2 separate regions of the Sus scrofa genome follow, and region 1 is linked to region 2. A link is a contact called in public HiChIP or PLAC-seq data. All regions are on one chromosome and are shown on one strand. The core of a region is the stretch at or near the end of the contact, and the rest is flanking DNA. Distances in the headings are between cores, read along the strand shown. Region 1 overlaps LOC102164518 (a long non-coding RNA gene). Region 2 overlaps ZNF438 (zinc finger protein 438).

Region 1 (7,159 bases), core at 1,583-4,082, 540 kb before region 2:
GACGGGAACTCCCCTTTTTTTTTTTTGAGGAACTTCCATGCTGTTCTTCATAGTAGCTGCACCAATTTACATTCTTTCCAACAGTGTAGGTGGGATCCCTTGTCTCCACACCCTCTCCAGCACTTGCTATTTGTAGAGACTTTTTCTTTTTTTTTTGTCTGTACCTTCAGCATGTGGAAATTCCCAAGCCAGGGACGAAACCTGTGCCACAGCAGCAACCCAAGCCACTGCAGTGACAACTCCGGATCCTTAACTTACTGTGCCACAAGAGAACCCCTGTAGACTTTTTATTTTAATTATGGCCATTTTGATCAGTGTGAGGTGGTATCTGATTATAGTTTTGATTTGCATTTCTCTAATCATCAGCAATGCCCAGCACCTGTCTTTTCATGGATGACACCTCTTCATTATTCAGAGGTCCCAGTTTGAGTGCTGGGTCACTTGGTCAGTCAGCAGGTACTTGGTCAAGGGCTGAAGTGACTGGGGAACATGGCCCCTTAGGGATGTCACTTTTTTGTGTGTTGCAGTTTCAGGCCTGTTGATCACCCTGGCTCTCAACCTACTTCTCTCCTGTCAGTCCCACCCAGGGAAAATCTGGAAGTGTCTAGTGCCTGCAGATATGAGATCTAAAGAGAACTGACCAGGGTTGTTTAACAAATCCAACTAGGAACCATGAGGTTTTGGGTTCAATCCCTGGCCTTGCTCAGTGGGTTAAGGATCCGGTGCTGCTGTGACCTGTGGTGTAGGTTGCAGATGCGACTCGGATCCCGTGTTGCTGTGGCTCTGGCGTAAGCCAGTGGCTTCAGCTCCAATTAGACCCCTAGCCTGGGAACCTCCATATACCGCGGGAAGCAGCCCTAGAAAAGGTAAAAAGACTAAATAAATAAATAAATAGAACAGACCAGAGAAGGAAACACAGCTCGCCTCTCCTGCTGGTCCTGGAGGGAGAGGTCACACCCATGGATGCTCGAGGAAATGGCTCCATTGCTCCCTGGCAGCAGGCTAGGAAATACTGCCCACACCCCAACTGCAGTCCCCGAGGCCATCGGATACACCTGGGGCGCCTCAGGGCAGGAAGTCCCAGAAACCACATACAGTTTCTGACCAACCACTTCAGCTTTTTCTGGGCTTGAAAAAGACAGGGGCGGTGCAAGAATCATCTTTGGTTCTGCCGCAGTGGAGACCCATGACGTCTTGCTCCCAGTAGATTCTGCATGCATACTTATGTGACTGAATGGATGTCCCCCCTACCACAGACGGCAGCTGTCCCATCTCAGAGGCACCTCAGGTGGTGGCCTTGAACTTGGTGTCCAGACTGAAATGGGAAACCATACACCGTAAGAGGTGGAGCAGGTAAGGATGGGGGTGAGGGGAGGCTGGCAGGAGCGGAGGCAGGGTTTTGTTCCTGACCCTGCCTGGTGATCAGCTTATTCCCTAAAGCAGAAGGATTAATAACCAGGGTAATTTTATCCCTGTTAGAATGTAACTACAGATGTGGGCTTATTGGGCGAAACAGCTAATCCTTTCTACATTTGGCTTACTCGTGAAACTCGATGCCTGGAGTTGTCAAAAGCACTATTTGCACGAGGCCTGCTGCCCCTGAAACCTTTCTCTTCTGGGCCCAGTGGGCAGCTGTCCCACTGCGCTGGCACTTGCCTCTTGGGTGAGCTGACTCACTGGCCTGGTGATGGAAGGGGAGGGGAGAGGCCTGTGGGTATATATAGACCTAAAGTGAGGGAGAGGGTAGGTGAAGGAAAATACAAGATGTGGGGTGCGGGGAGAGGGTACACAGAGAGCCTGGAGAAAAAAAACTCTTGGGAAAATCTAAGGTTCATTGTGATCCCTCGTCCCCCAGGCTTAAGGCACGGGGGAGGCAGCAGGAGGAGGGAAGAAGGCGAGGGAAAGGGGGTACCCCTCGATAGGAGCCAGCAGGCATCCAGGGATCTGCAGCGTGGTGATGGCTGGAGGCGCAAAAGTCAGGAGACACAGTTAATCCAAGAGCTGTTGCTGCTGCTGCTGTTGCAGAGATGAAAGACTTTCCAAGCCAGTCAGTGATATGCTTGGAGCTTTCCCCTGTGCAGCCACCTGTGGTGAGTAACGGGAGACTTGGTTCCTCCTCCTGCACCCGGGGAGCCCCGGGAAATTGGGGGAGTGGGCGTGGCCAGGGTGGTGGGGCGGGGCCCCAGTGAGCAGGCGCCAGTGACCTCCCTCCCTCTTCCCCACCTCCCTCGGTCTAGGTCTCGAGCACCGCCTCCCGCTGGGTGTGGCCGAGCTTCAGACATTCCCCCCCCCCCCCCCCCCGCCCCATCCCGCCCCCAAACATCCCCCTCCTTTTCCACCGACTCCGCCCTTGATCGCCCTGGCCCACACAGTGCTACAGTGCGACACAGGAAGCCCCTCCTCCCTGCTACCCACCCGAGGCGGGGTGGGGGGGGGTGGGGGCGCGAACAGGTCGATACCCCCTCCTCCTACCCCGACCCCTCACGGACTTTTAGTTCGGGGCTGCTGGGTTAAAGCTTCATTCCAGTGTGCTGCATTCCAGAAACTTTAACAGATGCCCTGGCGTTCTTGGAAGACGCTGAGAGGGAAAGCGGCCGACGTCTCCACCCAAATGCCCCAGAATCAGATAGGACATTTGCCTCTGGTGCGGGGAGCAAAGGGCAGAGTGGCCAGAAGGCTTGTAATAAAAACCTCCCTTCCCTTCCCTCTGACCTGGGTCCTTCATTACTGACCCCAGCCCTTAAGAATCTGGAGCCTGCAACCCTCTCCACCTGGCGGGGCTGGTCAGGAGGCCGGGCGGGGAAGGATTCGGCCTCCTGGGCGGGTCCCGGGGTGGGAAGGCTCTCATCGCCATGGCAACGAGCTCTTCCCGTGGGAATAGCGAACTCTTGAACGTGCAGCACATGGGAAAGTGACCTACTGAGTGCCAGCTGGGGGTCCAGGCGGGCGGGTATGGGGGGGATCTGCAGGGAGAGGGCGCGCGACCGAGCTCGACATGCGACCCCCAAACCTGGATGCAGGGCCGCGCGCTTTTCTTCTGAGTCAGACGGGGCCACACAGGCAGGACACGTGATGCGCGGGGCTCTCCCCTGGCTGCCAGTTAGCAGCCAGATCTGCTGACTCGCTTAGAACAGCCGCTGCCCAGTGTTGGCCCGGGCTGGGTGGGACGGTTCCCTTCTGTGGGTCTGTTCCAGCGCCCTAGCTGGTGAGACCAGTAGCTCCTGTTGGGAGGACAGGCGTGTTGGCTGTGGAATTCAGTTCTACGTGGCTGAGGCCCCTGACTTCTTTTTACAATTTTTAAAGAAGTTGTAAAGGTTGTACTAACCTTTTAAAAAAGTGTAATTTCTTTTTTTAATTCAAAAAGATGAAAAGAAGGAACTGAACACAATCTGATCTACACCCTCCCCATCTTTCCACCCCAAAATAACGGACCACTGTTAACATTTTGTTATCATTCTTCCAAATTATGCCCACACCTAGGGGTGTACTAGTTACAAAAATTATGGTGCATATGATGTTTGTCGCCTGCATTTTCACTTAACTCACCACAGACCTGGAAAGATAGAGAAAACTCTGTATTATTATTTCTAAGGGCAACATAGGATTACTATAATTTATTAGCCAATTTGGTGTTGCTGGAAATTTAAATTTCTTTACAATTTTTTACTCTTCTACATGGCGACAGACATCCTTCTACCTACATTTTTTGCACCTAGCCTGTTAGTTTTCTTAAGGTCAACTTCTTGAAGTAGAATTACTGGGTCAGAATGTATGGATGTTTTAAATTTTGATGCTGGTTTATAAATCCTAGGTCTGTGGGCAGCTTTTGAGAGCCAGTGGACTTCATTTTCTCCCCCATCGGTCTTAGGAATAACACGGAAAAATTCATTATGTAGTTTGTATTCCTCCCAAAGCAATATCGGAAACAAGAGCTGTGAATAGTTTTTCCCAGAGGCGATCCAAGAAGCACGCTGCAAGTTCAGCAGGACAAGGTCCAGGAATGGATAGGTTACTGCTGTGGGCAGTGGGGCCCAGTCAGTCCCCCTGGAGGCCCTCTGGGAGATCACGTAGAACACGCCTGAGAATTGACCCCCAATCCTGTCGGCAGGGCATCAGCTCCTACATCTTCTGACTTCTCTCGTGGTTCTTTAGAAAACCTCTGCAGGTGAATTCTGAGGTAGGCCAAGGGGATGTGACTGTCACACCTCCAGCCATAGTTACACACGAATTATTACTCCTTCCCCTGAAACCAAGCCAAGGGAGGTGCTCAATCCAGGACAAAAATTGCAAAATGGGTTAAGATTTCGTCAACCTCACCACCTTCCCTCTCTCTTCTCGAAACCATCTCTTCCCCAGGCTTCCAAGGTCTTTGGTCCTCCAAGACACATCAAAAAGGACTTCCCATGGGAGTTCCCATTGTGGCTCAGTGATAATGAACCTGACTAGGATCCATGAGGATGCAGGTTCCATCCCTGGCTTCGCTCAGTGGGTTAAGGATTCAGTGTTGCTGGCTTGGATTTGGTGTTCCTGTGGCCGTGGCGTTGGCCAGCAGATGCAGCTCCGATAGGACCCCTGGCCTGGGAACTCCCATATGCTGCAGGTACGGCCCTAAAAAGATTCACACACACAAAACAGGTCTTCTCTTCCTTCACTTAGTATGAGAGTCTCTAGTTCCATCCATGTTGTTGCAAGTGGCATTATGTTGGTATTTTTATGGCTGAGTAGTATTCCATTGTGTATGTATATCACATCTTAATCCATTCATCTGTCGATGGACATTTAGGTTGTTTCTATGTCTTGGCTATTGTGAATAGTGCTGCTGTGAACCTAGGGGTGCATGTATCTTTAGGAATTATAGTTTTGTCCTGATATATGTCCAGGAGTGGGATCACTCGCTCATATGGTAGCTCCATATTCAGTTTCCTGAGGAACCTCCATACTGTTCTCCATAGTTGTCATACCAATTTACATTCCCACCAACAGCATGGAGGGTTCCCTTTTCTCCACACCCTCTTCAGCACTTGTTATTTGTGCACTTCTTAATCATGGCCATTCTGACTGGTGTGAGGTGGTACCTCATTGTAGTTTTGGTTGGCATTTTTCTAATGGAGATGTTGAGCATTTTTTCACATGCCCACTGGCTATCCATATGTCTTCTTTGGAAAAATGTCCATTTAGGTCTTCTGCCTATTTTTCGATTGGGCTGTTTGTTTTTTTGTTACTGAGTTGTATGAATTGTTTGTATATTTTGGAGATTAAGCCCTTGTTGGTTTCATCATTTGCAACTGTTTTCTCCCATTCTGTAAGTTATGTTTTCTTTTTCAATGGTTTCCTTTGCTGTGCAAAACTTTCAAGTTCGATTAGGTCCTACTTGTTTATTTTTGGTTTTATTTCTCTTGCCTTGGGAGACTGCAGTGGTCACTTTTGAATGCTAGTGTCCCCTGTTGAGTTGTGAGCTGCGTGAGGACAAGGACCTTGGCTTTTACTTCCCTGACTGGCTATGTGCAGTGAGCATCCGACACTGGTCGACTTGCCCTCTGTCGGGGTTTCTTGCAGGGACACAGGAGGATGGGGTCCTGCACCTTCCTATGCAGGCATCTTTGTTTTTATCGGCACAGCCCCCTCGAACCCTCTGCAGTCCCTAGGAATCCCCTGCTCATCAAATCTAGCAGATTCCCTGTTTTCCGTCTGCCTTCTCTCTCTGCAGCATCTGGCACTGTTTGCTGCTTCCACCATCTTGAAATGATCCTTCCTTGGCCTCCATCTCGTCACACCCTCTCCACGTCCTTCTGTCCAATGAGTTGTTCGCTTTTGTCTTGCACAAAGTTCTCCCCTGAGCCTCCATCCTCAGGAGCAGCATGAGGTAGTGGAAAGAATGCAGGTCTGGGAGCCAGAGTGACTGTTTGATTCTGGGCTGTATCATTTATTAGTTGGGTGACCTCTCTGAGCCTCAATTTTCTCAGCTGTAAAATGCCGATTAATCACGAGGTTTAAAGATATTGTAAGTGAAGGGCCTACACAAAGTCATGGCTCAGTGCAGGGCAGTTATGGGTGTTCTCAGGCAACTCTGCCAAGCATTACACAAGCCTCCGTTGACTCACAGCTCACCTCTGGGCTGGGGAGAGCCAGCACTCTCTCTGCATCTCTGAATTCTCTCGCGCATCTGGTCCCTGACGCCACATATCTGCTAAGTATTTCCACTTTGGACATCCTGCCATGACCGTAGTATTGGCCTGCGTAAACCAACCTTGTTCCTTTTCTTCTTTCTCCAAAGCCTTTCTTGCCAGGATTTCCCTGATTCAGTTGTCCACGTCACTCTTTCCCAGACTCTTGGCCTTGAAAAGCTGGGGAGTGTCCTTAATCCAGGCATCTCTTTTGCCCTTCATATTTGGGAATCGCAATGATTATTGGTAGAGTGACTTAATGCATGTCTGCCTTCATCTCAACAGGATTTTGAAGTAGGCTGTTAAAGAAATGAGACCAGGGGATGCCAGATCGCCTGCCCAGAGAGTGAGGGGTAGAGCAAGACTCAGACTCAGGGCCTGGGCTTTTCCCATTTTTCAGAGGCTCCCTCCATGGAGTGACGGGTAGTCAGGCTGGCCCCACATCCCACTAATCCCAAATGCTGAGGTCTCTCCATCTTAAACAGGTAACATAAACTTATGGTTCCCAGGGGGGACAGGTTGGGAGGGATGGACTGGGGGTGTGGGATTGGCATCTGCACACTGAGGTCTGTGGAATGATTGGCCAACGGGGACCTGCTGTAGAGCACAGGGAACTCTACCCAATATTCTGTGATCATCTATGTGGGAAAAGAATCTGAAAGAGAATAGATGTGTGTCCATGTGTAAGTGAATCACTTTGTTGTACAAACAGAAATCATCACAACCTTGTAAGTCAACTCTACTTCAGTAAAACTAAACACACAAAAACAACACCACCAACAAAATAAACCGATGAACCTTTCCCTTGTCTCTCTCCAGCTCTCAGCCTTCTCCTGCCTCCTCCTGCACGCACCTGCCAGCCTGCCTGATGTTCCGCTCTTCAGTTCTGTAGTCACAGCAAGCCAGCGTTTACCTCCCCGGAATGGCCCCTACCGAGGTCACCTGGTCCCCAGGACACTCTGTGGCCCTCGCCATACCTGAGCCCTATTTAACCC
Region 2 (6,472 bases), core at 1,835-4,334:
TACACCACAGTTCACAGATCCTTAACGCACTGAGCAAGGCCAGGGATTGAACTTGCAACCTCATGGTTCCTAGTCAAATTCGTTTCCGCTCTGCCAAGATGGAAACTCCAACGCTCTCATTTTTAAAAAATCACCAGAAAATGGAAAATCCAGGACAAATTTTGAATTGGGTGGGACACTGGGACAGCGGGCATGGGGTTGGGACTGTCTCGGTCAACCTGACCCATGTGGGCACTTTACCAGACATGTGTCTTTTCAAAAATCTCCCAACCTCAAACTCTAGATGACTATTTTCCCCTTACAAAGGCAGTGCTCTCAGTGTGATTCACTTGTTTGTGACCATTTAGTAATTTGCACAGCATTATGCACATGGAAAAGAATGTGAAGCATTCTTCTTAGTTTTATTCATGTGGCGTTTCTTTTTTTTTTTTTTTTAAGAACATCTTCTCTTCCTCTTAAAAATTTTATTAAATTTTGCTTGCCTTTATTTTTAAAGACATATAATACATTTTTAGAATTATTCCTCCTTAAATGAGTTCTTTTGTTAATAAATATAATAAAAATATCATGCAGTAATTAAAAATGGAATTTGGGAATGGAAAGAAGGCAGGTTGTACATATATTTGATAAAAATGGATATTATGATTATGATAAAGCTTTATATTTTGTTACAGGATGAATTAAAAGAATTTCCCATCTGTCTTATGACTCTTTTCTGGAGCCTTGGGACTTTGGTAAGTGACAGGCGTTTTTTGAAGAGATGTTTCTGAAAAGTTAAATGATTTGTTTTGGACAAAGTAGACAATGGAGTGTATCTTACTTCAGCCATTTGCCTTTTGTTCTTCTCTGTAAAACATAAGTAGAAATACCATGTTTACATGAATCATAATGTAACATTCTCTGATATCCAATAAATCATATTTTCCAGGGAGCTCTAGGTTTGTTTTCTTTAATAATTATAATGGGAACATTGTAAGACACAGGAGTTAGGCATATTTCAAAACTTAAAGCCCTAAAAAAACATCGTTTGCAAAGTGGTACCCGGGATTGGATCTTCAAACTGAAAAAAAGGCACTCTTAAAAAATCAGGTGAAGTTCAAATACATTCTGCAGCTTCGATAATAATAACATTCCAACATCTGTTTCTTAGTTTTGACAAACGTGCCATGGTGGTGTAAGATGTTAACTTTAGGGTGAATTGGGTGAAAGGAGCACAGGACCTTTGTAGTATTTTTTTCAACCCTTCTGTAAATTCAAAATTATTCTAAAATAAAAATGTTTATTTAAAGCCAAAAGCAATCAAGGTTTATTTGAAAATCATAATTTGGAAGTAGCTTTTCTGAGTAATAGTTTGAAAATTCAAAATGGTTAATTACCTCTAGAAGCATCCAGATTCTGTCCATTAGAGATGCAGGGAAATATGTGACACTAAGTCTCAGTTTTCTGTTCACAGGCGGTGTGGGATTTCGTTTTCTGGACATTGGCCTGGTGTCTGTGAACATCTCCTTGAACTCCGTTACAGGCTTGCTCTCTGATTCCTTTAAGGTACTTGTGTGTTCTTTTTTGCGGTTTAGTACAACTCTTTCTATTAATACAAGCATAACCTTAAATGGTTCCCAGTGCACTGCTTTTTCCTTTTCCTTTTCTTTTCTTTAATGTACTGTTAGAGCCAAAAAGGCCAGCAGTGTGACTCAGTAGTTTGGAGCGGAGACCTTTGTCAGTATACAGTTCAGTCACACCTATTTGAGCTTCTAGGTCAAGTACTGGACACAGTTGACCTATTGTTAAAAAACATGAATAAAGATGAGCGCAACTCTTAAATAGCCATTGCGGTAGCTGAGCTAGAATAATTGATTGCTGTCTGATAATTGAAACTCTCACTTTCCAAAATGAACTCTGGCCGTATAACTCTCTGAAATTTCTATAAATATTAAAAGACTATAAAAGAGAACTCTGCAGTTTGCCGCAACTATTACATAACTTTTCGTTAATAAAAGTAAAATAGCCATGCTGGCCTTATAAATGGTTTCCTGCTGCTGTTGCCAACTTTAAGGATTTTCGTTAAATTTCATAAAGGGAAATAGAAATACAGTCTGCTTAAAGGATATAAACATTTTAAACAGCAGACATGGGCCCGAATGACTCTTGCAGAAAAATTTTGGAGAATTCTCTTTTGCTTGATGATACTTATTCAGAATTGATGTTATCCATCTCATGTCAGTAGAATTTACATCTTTGCTTCTTCATCATGGAGCATAATTGTGTTAACCTTGGCAGGAAAGTTTAGAAAAAGGGAGGGAGCATTTTTTTTCAGGACAAGTTCCAACTCCATTGATCATGTAATAGTTCACATGTTCAAAAAAACAAAAAACAAATTAAAGAGCCTTTTATTCTACTTCTGTGCTTGCAGGGCTTTCAAATTGTTGTTTGAGACTTTGGAAACATGCTTTACCGTTCAGCTGACTGGCTGTCATTTTATGGTCACCTAAAGTATAAAGGAGAAGAGCTAATAGGTACTACCAGGCACTTTCTTTTTATCTTTTCCTTTTTTTTTTTTTTTTTTTGTCTTTTTAGGGCTGCACTGAGGTGTATGGAGGTTCCCAGGCTAAGGGTCAAATTGGAGCTGTAGCTGCCGGCCTATGCTACAGCCATAGCCACGCCAGACCCCCAACCCACTGAGTGAGGCTGGGGATCGAACCTGCATCCTCATGGATACTAGTCAGGCTCGTTAACCACCTATGGGATAGTTTGAAGTTTCCATCATAGATGTGGCAGAGAGGGACACAGATGTCCCCAGGCCACCCCAAGGGCGTGCAGAACCCACTTTTTGGTTCCTAAGGTTACCAGCATCCAGGGAATCCTGCATCCTTGGACACATGCACATGGTAAACTTAAGAACTTCCAGTGTTCTGGGTGAAAGGAGGTCTCATTGCCCTGGGGGACCCAGAACAGGTTCTCCTGGGGTGACAGGCCTGGAGCGCTGTCTCCCGCTCCGCGTTGCTGCCTCACTCTGGCTCATCCTCTGGTCCCCGAGCATGTCAGTTGTTCTCTGTCACCTGATTAATTGCGGAACACTCACTCCCTGTGTGCTGCCTTGACCACGCGCCAGGAACTCTTGGCAGCCCGGGGGAACATGATCTCAGCGCACCTCCTGGTCAGCACTGGGCAATCCAAGTTGTTAGTGGGGGTGAGAACTTGGATTCAGAAGCCAGGACCCATGCCAGGGGCCAGGGCAGGAGTAATTGAGCAGCTGGCACGTGAAACGCAGCTCTAGACTCCATCAGCAGGTCAGGAGTCAGAAGTGGAGTGGCACGTGACTTTGAAAGGTGGTTTTTGAAGGAGATTATGATGGCCAGCGATGGATCTTGTAGTTTGTAGATATCAAATAATTCCAGCTGCTTTTGAAGGAAGCCTAAGAGTGGTGCCAGCTTACTCACAGTGCTCGTTATACTGGACAGAAACCTCTCTGGGTAACTTTTCCTCGTCAGTTCTACCTATGTCTTTCTGTGGCTCTCATTCGCTGTCCCTCTTACACTTGGAAGCATAAGATACACATAAAATTTCCAAAGTCTCTTTTGATGTCCCCTATTCTTCATAGGCTCTGAAAGTTGACGTTCTTCAGGGCTCAGTCTCGGGCTGTCATCTATGTTACTCTCGCTGTGATCTCATATATCCCTAATTTTATTTTATTTTTTATTTTTTTAATTCTTGCTTTTTAGGGCCACATCCACAGCATATGGAGGTTTCCAGGCTAGGGGTCGAATTGGAGCTATGACTGCCAGCCTATGCCACAGCCACAGCAATGCAGGATCAGAGCCACATCTGTGACTTATACCACAGCTCATGGCAATGCTGGATCCTCAATCCACTGAGCGAGGCCAGGGATCGAACCCACAACCTCATGGTTCCTAGTTGGCTTTGTTTCCCCTGCGCCACAACGGGAACTCCTATATCCCTAATTTTAAATGTCATCCTTCCTCCTCAGCTCCTCCCTCCCTCCCTTCCTTCTTTCTTCCCAGCCGCCCACCCGCTGTATCCATGGCATATGGAAGTTTCCAGGCTAGGTAGGGGTTGAATTGGAGCTGCAGCTGTCCGCCTACACCACAACCACAGCAACACCAGATTTAAGCCACATCTGTGACCTACACCACAGCTTGTGGCAATGCCAGATCCTTAACCCACTGAGTGAGGCCAGGGATTGAACCCACATCCTCGTGGACAGTATGTCAGGTCCTTAACCCATTGAGCCACAACAGGAATGCCTATTCCTTTCTTTCCACCACCCCCCCCTCCCAAAAATCGGGAATTTTAGGTGTTTTATTTATTTTTATTTGTTTTATTTTCATTCTTTTTTTAAATGGACATATGATTGATGGAGGACGTTGTGTTAGTTTCAGCAAATAATTCAGTTATACTTATATATCTGTGCTTTTTCCAGATTCTTTTCCCTCACTGTGAAATACTAAGTAGTTCCCCAATTTATTTCTTTACCCTGATCCCTCTTATGAGCCACAGCCTCCTATCTCTGTCTGCCTATTCATCATCTCCATTCTAAATCATCTCCAAAGTCTAAAAAACATTTCAAACTCAGCATATCTGCAGTAGGCTTTTCAACTCCCTTCCGCAAACCTCTTCCTACCTCCTCCTTCTTCCGCTCAGTAAATGGTCCACTCAGTTACTTGGGCCAAAAACTAGAACTCATCATTGACTTTTCACTTGCCTTCTTAACCCACCTCCAGCCTATCAGTAAGGTTAGGATGTGTTCCTTTCAAAATATATCCCACATCTCCCTTGGCTTCTGTCCCCCCGTCGTCAACTACTACCCTAATATCTTAAAATCACCATCCTCAGTTACCTAGGTAATCGTAACAGTCTTCTCACCCACCTTCCCTTTCTCCTTCCAGTCACTGTTCCCTGTCAGAGCAAAAGTGTTGGGAGTTTTTGTTTTGTTTTTCTTTTTCTTAGGGCCTCACCTGCTGCATATGATGGTTGCCAGGCTAGGGATCGGATTGGAGCTGTAGCTGCTGTCTACACCGCAGCCACAGCAACGCCAGTTCTGAGTTGCATGTGTGATCTACACCACAGCTCATGGAAACACCGGATCCTTTAACCCAGTGAGCCAGGCCAGGGATCAAACCTGCATCTTCGTGGATACTAGTCAGGTTCATTACCACTGCGCCACCACAGGAACCCCCTGTTTTGTTTTCTTTTAATGTTAAAACTTACCATCATTCTTCTGTTCGAAGCCCTTCAGTGTTTACCCATCACACTTAGGATAAATCTGTAAGCCTCAGCGTGTTCTTGTAGGCCTTGCCTGTTGTGCCTGCTGCCTTTTTCTCCTCCTACAATCCATCTTGCTCATTGGACTGTAGCCACAGTTGCTTTCTTGCTGTTCCTTAAACTCTCCAAGTGCATTTGGAATGAGATGACTCCCTCCGACTCCCTTCCCCACACCATCCTCCCAACCAGTGGAGCCTTTAGTCTGGCACCAGAGGAGGGAGAGTTAGAGAGGAAAGAACATTTCCATGTGGAGCGGGAGAGGTCACACTTGAAAACTGGCAGCTTTATTATTCCAAGTTTCTTTAACTTGAAGTGCTTTCAAGTGTAAGAGGGACAGGAGACAGAGAGCCCGGAGAAGACCTTCCTAGCATTGATGGGGAGACGTTACAGAAAGATTTTCACAGAGAGCGAGCCCTTCAGTGAGCATCCTGAGGAGTATGTTGGTGACAATTACATCTGCATATACATAGACTGGCTGCTACAGAGGACAGTGGGTTCTTTGTCTCTGACAGTGTCACTTTGAGGCTGAGCAGCCTCTGGGATGTGGTGGAGGAAGATGGGCTGGAGTGGAGGAGAGGGGAGTGGATTTCTAAGACGCCCCAACTCTGAGAGTCTATCATTTTTTTAAGAATCTTCTTTTTTCAGACTCTTTCTCCTGTCTTTGTATTGGAAGTTCTCACCTGTATAGTAAAAGCGCTTCTAGGGGGAGTTTCCACGATTTGAGGTGAAAAAACAGCACTTATCAAGGTGGTCAGGTTGGCCAGTTCCTCATCTATTTCCTTTGAGGTATTTTTCTTTCTTTCATTTTTTAATTTAAATTTTATTTGATCAATATTAAGTCTGAGACAAATCACATATACATACCCAAATTCCCTAATAGATTTTAGTTATTAAACCAAAGTGTACTGAGTCTCAGAAGTAAAGAGCATGTATGATATTTGGAATTCGCATCTGGTCAGAATTTTCTAGAAATGGAAATTTGCTTCCTTCTTACCCTTATACCAGAAGCTTTTTGAGAAGAAGTGACTGTGTTTCACCATGTCGTTGAGGGTGAGACGGCCATTCTCTTATCTTCTCTTGGAAAGGCAAAAATATGATTTGGGTGTTAGAGAATTTTCAGTTTTAAGGGCTTTTGGTTAGACCTGAAAAGTCTACTGATGCAAATTCAAGTCTCTTATAAGCACTGAACTGT

What was found. HiChIP or PLAC-seq counts read pairs in DNA pulled down with a chosen protein or histone mark.
Region 1: an H3K27ac HiChIP or PLAC-seq map of skeletal muscle shows a contact between it and region 2, with 5 times the contacts expected there. The contact joins two enhancer-like sites. A contact is called at or near these places in 2 of 47 Hi-C or Micro-C datasets (embryonic fibroblasts and skeletal muscle) and 1 of 2 datasets of contacts at active chromatin or transcription factors (skeletal muscle).

Annotation. Positions count from the first base shown.
Region 1 is chr10:42,256,149-42,263,307 of Sscrofa11.1, reverse strand. LOC102164518 (a long non-coding RNA gene) reads left to right here. Exons shown (of 6, transcript XR_305912.3): 4 at 1,257-1,353; 5 at 1,856-2,090; 6 at 4,357-4,474. Among named protein-coding and RNA genes, the nearest start is that of ZNF438, 250 kb to the right of the region's middle. Within about 2 kb of position 2,832, at least 69 of the 83 cell types and tissues checked have an H3K27ac peak or open chromatin away from gene starts, as enhancers often do. A contact at or near this core is called in skeletal muscle, where this site is marked.
Region 2 is chr10:41,719,358-41,725,829 of Sscrofa11.1, reverse strand. It overlaps ZNF438 (zinc finger protein 438), which reads left to right. Exons shown (of 19, transcript XM_021064197.1): 11 at 675-734; 12 at 1,454-1,545. Among named protein-coding and RNA genes, the nearest start is that of ZEB1, 290 kb to the left of the region's middle. Within about 2 kb of position 3,084, at least 25 of the 83 cell types and tissues checked have an H3K27ac peak or open chromatin away from gene starts, as enhancers often do. A contact at or near this core is called in skeletal muscle, where this site is marked.